Regions from separate parts of the Pan troglodytes genome. Here regions 1 and 2 are each linked to region 3. The links are chromatin contacts, called in public Hi-C and HiChIP or PLAC-seq maps. All regions are on one chromosome and are shown on one strand. Each heading gives the region's core, a stretch centred on a gene start, on an enhancer-like site or on the middle of the called end of the contact. The rest is flanking DNA. Distances are from core to core; before and after follow the strand shown. Region 1 holds the start of PPP4R1 (protein phosphatase 4 regulatory subunit 1). Region 2 has its middle 54 kb from the start of VAPA. Region 3 holds the start of NAPG (NSF attachment protein gamma).

Region 1 (2,700 bases), core at 15-2,514, 910 kb before region 3:
AGCCCGCAGGCGATTCGGGGGCGCCGGGAGAAGAGAGCGAAGGGCGGAAAGCGAACTTGGGCGTTACTCCGGGCGTCTCCCTCCCCCAGCGGAACCTGGGCGCGCCGTTTCCTCACGGACGCGAGATTTTCCCTCCAGATCGCCACCCCAGCCCGCCTGGGGCCGCCCTCGCCCACCGTCCCCTCAGCCAGCCAGGGCCCGGCCCAGGCCTCGCCGCCGCCCGCCCTCCCCGGCCGCTCCCCGCGGAGTGCCAGGCCACCGCGAGGCCGGGCCACTCACATCCGTCTGCGTCCTCCTGCAGGTCCTCCTGAAGCAGCGAGAGGTCTGCGCCGAGGGGAGAGAAGAAAGGCCCGGTCAGCGCCCCGGGGCCCGGCGCGACGCCCCCCCCGCCCGCCCCCCCCGCCCCGGGGGCGCCTTCCCGCGCCGGGACCCCACGCCGGCCCCGGCCCGGCAGCCACTCAGGGCTGCGGCGGAGGGCGGGTGGGCTCGAGGAGCCGCCGCCGCCCGGAGAACAGGGGGCCACGTACCCGCCATCTTGTGGTCGCCCCCTCCTCCGCGGCCGCCCGGGGATCCGGGGCTACATGGAGCGGCGCGAGCCGGGGAGCCGGTGGACGCGCGCGGGAGGGGCGGCGGGGAGGAGGAGGGCCGGGCTGGCGGGGGCGCGCGCGCGGGGCGGGCCGAGGGCCCGGGCCTGCCGCGGGCGGCGCGGCTCCCGGCCGCCCGGGCCCCCGGCCGCGCCCCGCCCCGCCTGCCCCTCCGCGCGGCTCCCGGGCGACCGGCGCTCCCGCCTCCCGCCTTTCCCGCTCCTTGCCGGGCCCCGGCCCGGCGACGCGCGCTCACACCCTCCTCCCGAGCCGCCCTCACGCCGAGCGCTGCGGACGGGGGCGCGCAACCTGCCGCCGGCCGGGACCCTGCGGCGAGTGCCGGAACCCGGCCGGGCGGGGCCTCCCGCGGCCCGGCCGCTTTATTGGGTCACCGGCCTCGCCCACCGCCCTGCCAGCCGCAGCCATCTCAGCGGGCGCGCCGCTCGCAGCCAGCGCCCCATCCCCAGGCCTGCACGTACGTCGTCGGCGATCCGGGGCCGGGGGCGGCTCCGAGGTCGTCGGGGCCGGGGTCCCACCTCCTCTTGGAGGAAGCGCCGCCTTCCCACCCGCCCGGGGCCCTCGCCAAGTGGCTGCTAACAAAGCCCAGGGCCCGGCTGCGGGATGGTTGACTGACAAAGTCATGCCTGCCTAGCCAGCTTCCTCGTGCAGCACGGTGAAGGCTGGGGCGCCGGGTTTTTACTCCCACGTCCTGCCAACTCGAGCTGACAAGGCGGGCAATCCACCAGCGGGAGCGTTGGCAGGCCCGGGGTCAGATCCTGATTCAGCCAGTTAATTGGTAGGAGTGGGGCCCATTTGTAGAATGAAGGTGATAACTGCTTCGTGGGGTTATTGGCATTAAATGAAGAATGTAGGGAACCTAGCATGGTTCTTGATGTCTAGGAGGTGCTCGGTGAAGGGTGCCTATGATTCGCTTTGTCTTCTAAATACTTTTGGCAGCACTTGAGGTGTTAAAGTCTGTATCCCAGACTTTATTTGTCTTGTTGTTTTACGTGACTTAAGCGATTAGCTCAAACGCCCAAGTACAAAATGGGGCTAAACCCAGGTTTTCCGACACGGTTCTACCTCCATGGCTCTATCTCCAGCTCCACCCAAGGCCTCCAAAATGGTGGTCTCCTAAAGTGACCAACAAAACACCAAGCTGTGTCATGGTGCCACTTTGGCGATGTGGTCTCTTAGGAGAGGGAATTCTAAGTAGTTAATTAGCTTGTTCCTTTCTACGTTGTAGTCTTGACCAAGGACAATGTGTTGGCATTTAATGCCACTGAAGATTTAAGAGACTAAGGAATCAGATCCTCTGAGATTCCTAAATCTGTGTAATAAAATGGGTTCTACACATAGCTATTCCAAAAAAATCAGTCAGATATTACTAACAAGATAGACAGATTATAATCTGTATGAAATTTCTAGGAGTAATAAAAATCAGAATAGACCCCGTAACCCCGAGTATGTGTCTAATTTTCTCAACTATAAAATAATTAAAACTAAAGGCCTTTCTCTTCCTCCCTTGGTGAATGCCCTTATGTGAATTCAGCTGACACACTCAGAATGACAAAGGAGTTAGAAATTCACATCAACAGCAATTGGTCCCAACTGACTCAAACCATGAGACTTCTGCCCTGCTAAGATACCTTGTCAGTATCTACCACTTTAGCAATTCTGGGTAAATGGGGGAAGAAAGAGCCAAATCAGCTCTTTTTTTTTTTTTTTCATTAAAAAGCAAATTTTTTTTAGAGCCAGAGTCTTGCCTTACGTAGCCCAGGCTGGAGTGCAGTGGCACAATCATGACTCACTGTAACCTCGAACTCCTGGCCTCAAGAGATCCTCCCATCTCAGCCTCCCAAGTAACTGGAACTAAAGGCACAGGCCACTCCACCTGGCCAATTTATTTTTAAAATTTTTTAGGGACGTGGTTCTACTGTGTTGCCCAGGTGGGTCTTGAACTCCTGCCCTCAAGCAATCCTCTGGCCTTGGTCTCCCAAAGCGCCAGGATTACAGGTGTGAGCCACCAAACCCGGCCCAAATCAGCTCTTTATTCTAACTGGTGGTCTCACCGCAACAACACAAAATCTACAGCGTGCCAACTGTGCTTCAGCCG
Region 2 (2,700 bases), core at 148-2,647, 550 kb before region 3:
CCTTGGCTTGTGTGGCCCCTCCTGCGGTCACATGACACCAACCTCTGCTTCCACCATCTCTTCTCCTTCTGTGACCCTCCTGCCTTCCTGTTACAGGTACCCCTGCGATGACACTGGGCCCACCTGGCTGATCCAGGGCCATCTCTCCATCTAAAGAGCCTTCACTTAATCACAGCCAAAGTCCCTTCATGGAAGGTTACATATTCAGGGATTCTGGGGGTTAGGATGTGAACATGTTCCGGGGCATCATTTCCCCCACTCCCTCAGTCGGTGCTCTTCAGCCTGGGCCAGGTCTCTGGCAACTGGGAAAGTAGAAGGTCTGTATCCGAGCCAGTCAGTACATCCCAGTGCTTCAGAGACCACAGAGAGACCCAGTCAGAGCCAAGGAAACCTTAGCCTTTCAACGGATCTCCGTTTCCTTTGGTCTTATCGTCCCCTTCAGCCCCTTTCAGGTTAGTTCAGGCTCTTTTTCATATTCAGTTCAAAGTTTCTTATCGACACTGTGCTTGTCTGAAAGATTTGGATTTCACTGGTGCTTCTGGTCCTCTGGGTCTCCGCAGCGCCCGCATCCTGTTCCTGCTCCAGCGTCCCCTCACCCCCACCATCGCACTCCCCCTAGGGCAGGGCCAGTGCTCCCCAAATCAGGGGTACTTCCTGAGTCGGGGGTGGGAACTTGTGACCCTTCCCTATCACAGATCGGTGAGGGTGACTCTCGGCTCTCCCGGGCTCTCTTTCTTCGTAACCACAGAGCGCCGGCTTTCCATCTGTCCCCTCGCCCCTCTTCCCTGCTCCCAGCCCAGATATGTCCTCGAATTATAGACTTAACATCTCCAACGACTTTGGCCATCTGTCCGATACCTCGGACTTAATATGTCCAGAACTGAATCCAGTCTCCCTCACACCCAGGCTTGCTCCATGCAGGCCTCCCCCATCCGCATTCTTTCCTTCACTCAAACCTCGGAGTCATCCTTGCTTGGTGCATTCCCTTCCTTCCCATGCCACAGCACAGCCCGTCTTGTCAACGCTGCTGCTGGCTCTACTTTCAAAACACACCCAGAACCCAGCTGCTTCTTGCCACTTCCATGTTTTGTCCCCTCTATTTCCTTCATTTCCTCGACAGTCTCAGCAGATCTCCCAGACGCCCCCGTGTCCCCTCAGTCTGTCTTAGAGCAGGAACCAGAGCGGTCCTGTTAAACACAGGTCGGAGGGGTGTTTTCTGTGCTCAGACACTCCAAGCCTTCCCCCTTCACCGTGAGTAAGAGTGGGGAGCTGGCACTGGCCCGCAGGACTCCAGCGTCCCTGCCCTGACCCCGCTTCCCCCTCTAGCCCCATTCCTTCTCCCTCCACTCGCCCCACGTCGTTCTGCCATCACGCTGTTCTCTGGATATTCATGGAGCATTCGCACATTCCAGTCCCGGAGCCTATACCTGCTGTGGCCTCTGCCCCAGTGCTGTCCTCTGTGTGTCCGCGGGGCTCACTCCTCAGCTCTCCCAGCCTTCACTTAGGTCACCTTCTCCGTGAGGCCTTCCTGGGTCTCTCCAGCTGAACAGTGGTACCCGTCCCTTCACACTCTGGCCCCTCGCTCGGGCTCCCCTCACCCCCATGGAATGTGCCATACCTGTCTTCATTTCTCTTGTGGTCTGCTCCTCCACCAGAACGCAAACTCCCTAAGAGCAGCGGTTTCAGACGTTTTGTTCACTGCTGCCTCCCCAGTGCCTGTTAACAGCCTGGCATACAGTTAGGTGCTCAGTAAGTCTTTTTTGAAAGGAGAGAGAGCAAATGCACAATTGTGCATGCACACGGGGTAGCCATATAAAATGGGCCCTTACTACGGATTGTGGTTAAAAGAAAAATCTGAAAGCCCTGCCTCAACTGAAACCTACCTCGCCTGCTTCTCCTCATCTTCATTTCTGCGCAGAGCTCCAGACTTCCCATATGGGATCCACAAACCTCCTCGCTCTTCATCTTCTAGGGACAGCCTTTTGCCGCCAGGCTCCAACAGAAGCTGAGATGTCTCCTGGGGGCCCTGCTGTGGTCTGGAATGGAGAAGACCCTTCCACGCTGGGAGGAGGGGCTGGTTTCCTTCCTCGTTTTCACGCCTGTTCTGAGGTTTTCCTTCCTCCCTCTTGCAACAGCCCAGGCTTGTTTCCAGCTCGCGCCGCCCTCAGCCCACCTCGCTCCTTCCCTCTTCCAGCCTGCACCCTCCCCTGCCCGCCACACTCTCGGGGGTCATCGCTGGGCGGGTTGCTGTTTGTTGACCTCCCCCTTCCAGGGCACTTTCTTCACACACCTGTCATTCACTGTCCTGAGGGAGAGTTTTTGTCACCACTGGGCAGAAACATCTCTGAAATCTCGGCTGCAGATAACTGCTTTCCAATCACAGCGATCCTTTCATCCGAGTTGCAGAAATATCCTCTATGGCCATAACTTCTTACCTCAACTCTTCCACTCACGAAGTCACCACTTTCTTACTAAGAGTGGCCTTTTCTTGGTTCCCTGGCTGGCATTCGATGCCAGTGCTGCCAACTTCACTGCTTCCGCCGGCTCCACAGCTGCCTGGCACGCCCAGCCCCTCGGGGTTTGCTGGCTCGGGGCGTCCCCTTCATTGTAGTTCAGGGCCCCTTCAGTGCACATTTAGGGTGAGCCGGTGTGTTAAGCCACACCACACTGACTTTAGGAGATGGGCCGATGCTGGCCTTA
Region 3 (2,700 bases), core at 78-2,577:
AAATAAGAAAGTGAGGATAGAGAAAAAAATCCAAGGCCAGTTCACCTGTTGTCACTAGAAAAAAGGCAAAATATTGATTGGCAAATAGATGCAGGAAGATCGATAGATTGTGTGGTGAGGCCAAAGGGAAGAACTCTTCGAATAGTTATTTTATATTCAACAATAAGTGAGAGTTGGCAGGCAAGCAGAGATTGTGTAGGAGTTTTGAGAAGGAAGGTGTGAACAGCCCTCCAAGTGAGTGGGTGAGTGATTTGACCATGGAAACATAGGAGAGTTGCTCAGCAGCACCAAAGGTCGGCTTAATGTTTATGATCATTAAAATGAGTAATGTTAGCATCCTCGTTTGTTTTTTTCCAGTCAAATTCACTTGCTCAAGAGCAGTTCCAGAGTAGGTGGAGAGCTGGGGTTTTTCCTGGCTTGGAGAAAGGAGGGAGAGGGAGCCAAGGCCGTTGAGAGTATACGCACTAAAATGATGGGATATGAATTTATGCTGGGAAAAGAGGGACGTGTAAGAGCAGAGGGATAGGGAAAGGTGAGGAATCTGGTGAAGGTTAAGTAATTACTAGCACTAGGAGGTATGAGCTGGAATGGAAAGGGGAAGTAAAGTGAGCTGTTTGAAACTGACACTACGGAGGGTACACAGTTATGAGTAAGGTCAAGGGTGTGATCCCAGGAATGTGTGGCTGCGCTGGTGTGGGAAAGATCACAGGAGGTTGGAAGCTGAGAGGCTGTATAGTCATTGCAGGAATCATCCATGTGGATATTGAAATCACCATGAATTATGAATGAAGCCAGCTGTATTACTGGTTACTATTTTTACCAGACCACTGTACGCGACTTTAGATCCCTCAACTTCCCATTTAGAGCACTTATCACGGCTTGAAATATTAAAGCGATTATTTGCGTTGGGCGCGGATTATTTGACAGTAATCAGGGTTTACAAGTCTGTTTCGTTTCTTGACTGACATACGATTAATACCCAAAAGGCAGAATGGATAGAAGAATACTATTCTATCTGTCATACAGAGAAACTTCAGATGTAATAAATTATAAAGCCAATTAACCCTACAAACAGGATCCACAGCAGTTTCACATCAATGAAAAAGCAAGACTTCAAGAGTGCGGCAGTTTTTGTCTGCTGATCTTCCCGCATCTAAAATAGTGCCTGACACATATTAGGTGCTTTGCAAATATTGAATGAAAGAATACGCCCCATCAGTATCTCACCGCGCCTGCGCTAGATGCCCTAGGTGGGGCCAGCCTTGACGCGCTGCGCCTGCGCGATGTCTCTTTGCGGGGCGCACCGGCAGGCTCCCAGCCCCGCTTCGTCGCAGCGGCTTGGGCCCTCCGGCCCTCCGTAGCCGCTCGACTGTCGCGCTGCACCAGCTTCCTCCTCGGCGTTCCCACGCCTATTTGGGCGGATTCTTGGCGCCGGAGGAAGAGGCAGGGTCACCCTCTCTCCACGTCAGGGACCTGACTGTGGAGATGGCGGCTCAGAAGATAAACGAGGGGCTGGAACACCTCGCCAAAGCAGAGAAATAGTGAGTGAGAACCTTCCGGGGGCCTGTGTGTGGACGCCGGGTCCGTCTCTCACTGGCGCGGCCTTAGCACCCGGGGGGGCGGGAGGGAGGGCTCAGGGCTGAGGGGGCTCGGCGCGCTGGTGCCCGCGGGGCTGCCGGGGCTCGGTGTCCTCTGGGTCACACTCCCGGGGTCGCGCTCCCGGGGTCGGGGTCAGCTCTGCTGCGCCTCGGGCAGCGCCGTGGGTCCACCCCGCCGGAAGTCCGCTCCCCAGAGCCGGTGTGGGCGGGGACCCGGCGCAGTGCTGCGGGGCGAGGGCTTCTCTACTTGGGCGCTCCGCTCCTGAAGATTGTGGTGGGGGCTGTCTGTGCATCGGAGGCTCGTTAGCAGCATCCTTGGCCTCTACCTGCTGGGTGCCGGTCGCATCTCTTCCCCATTTGTGGCAACCCAAAATGTCCTCTGGGGAACAACATCGCTCTGTTGAGAACCACCGCCCTAGAAGAGCCCCCTGTGTGGAGGGGACCATAGGTTTACCCCAAAAACTCCTCGGTGAACCTTTGTCATCTGGCATTTTACTGTCCCTGTGGGCAGGGACTGTGCTTCGTTCGTCCTTTGATGTGTATGTCCTGCCACCTCTGGTACAGTACGTAGTAGGCACCCAGCAAATGTTTGTGGGACTGAACTGATTCTTCTTAATTCATCCTTTTGGCAGCCTCTTCCCCCCGTTTCATTACTCCAGTGCATTTTTATCTGGCAGTTACAGTTAATAGAAAGTCAGCATTGTGGGCCGGGCGCGGTGGCTCACGTCTGCAATCCCAGCACTTTGGGAGGCCGAGGCGGGCGGATCACAAGGTCAGAAGATCCAGACCATCCTGGCTAACACGGTGAAAACCGTCTCTACTAAAAATACAAAAAATTAGCCGGGCGTGGTGGCGGGCGCCTGTAGTCCCAGCTACTCGGGAGCCTGAGGCAGGAGAATGGCCTGAACCCGGAAGGCAGAGCTTGCAGTGAGCCGAGATCGCGCCACTGCACTCCAGCCTGGGCGACAGAGCGAGACTCCGTCTCAAAAAAGAAAAGAAAAGAAAAAGTCAGCATTGTGCTCTGTGGTGGGTGCTTCACATACATAATTTCATAAGCTGAGATCTTCACAATAAATTTCCAAATAGAGATTCTAATTTTTCG

The links. A called contact is a pair of places that touch in the nucleus more often than the background predicts. HiChIP or PLAC-seq counts read pairs in DNA pulled down with a chosen protein or histone mark.
Region 1: a contact with region 3 is called in an H3K4me3 HiChIP or PLAC-seq map of stem cell-derived excitatory neurons, with 4 times the contacts expected there. The contact joins the promoter of PPP4R1 here to the promoter of NAPG in region 3. A contact is called at or near these places in 1 of 7 Hi-C or Micro-C datasets (stem cell-derived neural progenitor cells) and 1 of 1 datasets of contacts at active chromatin or transcription factors (stem cell-derived excitatory neurons).
Region 2: a Hi-C map of induced pluripotent stem cells shows a contact between it and region 3, with 3 times the contacts expected there. The contact joins the enhancer-like site here to the promoter of NAPG in region 3. A contact is called at or near these places in 4 of 7 Hi-C or Micro-C datasets (blood, induced pluripotent stem cells and stem cell-derived neural progenitor cells), 1 of 1 datasets of contacts at active chromatin or transcription factors (stem cell-derived excitatory neurons) and 1 of 1 other capture datasets (stem cell-derived neural stem cells).

The regions. Positions count from the first base shown.
Region 1 is chr17:21,283,067-21,285,766 of NHGRI_mPanTro3-v2.0_pri, reverse strand. PPP4R1 (protein phosphatase 4 regulatory subunit 1) reads right to left here and starts at 1,264. Exons shown (of 20, transcript XM_009433642.4): 1 at 1,064-1,264; 2 at 280-324. The coding sequence starts at 1,226. LOC104003075 (a long non-coding RNA gene) reads left to right here and starts at 1,295. Exons shown (of 3, transcript XR_002940493.3): 1 at 1,295-1,380.
Region 2 is chr17:20,928,223-20,930,922 of NHGRI_mPanTro3-v2.0_pri, reverse strand. No RefSeq gene overlaps it. Among named protein-coding and RNA genes, the nearest start is that of VAPA, 54 kb to the left of the region's middle. Within about 2 kb of position 1,397, at least 2 of the 24 cell types and tissues checked have an H3K27ac peak or open chromatin away from gene starts, as enhancers often do. A contact at or near this core is called in induced pluripotent stem cells and stem cell-derived neural stem cells, where this site is marked.
Region 3 is chr17:20,374,216-20,376,915 of NHGRI_mPanTro3-v2.0_pri, reverse strand. NAPG (NSF attachment protein gamma) reads left to right here and starts at 1,327. Exons shown (of 12, transcript XM_523864.8): 1 at 1,327-1,541. The coding sequence starts at 1,486.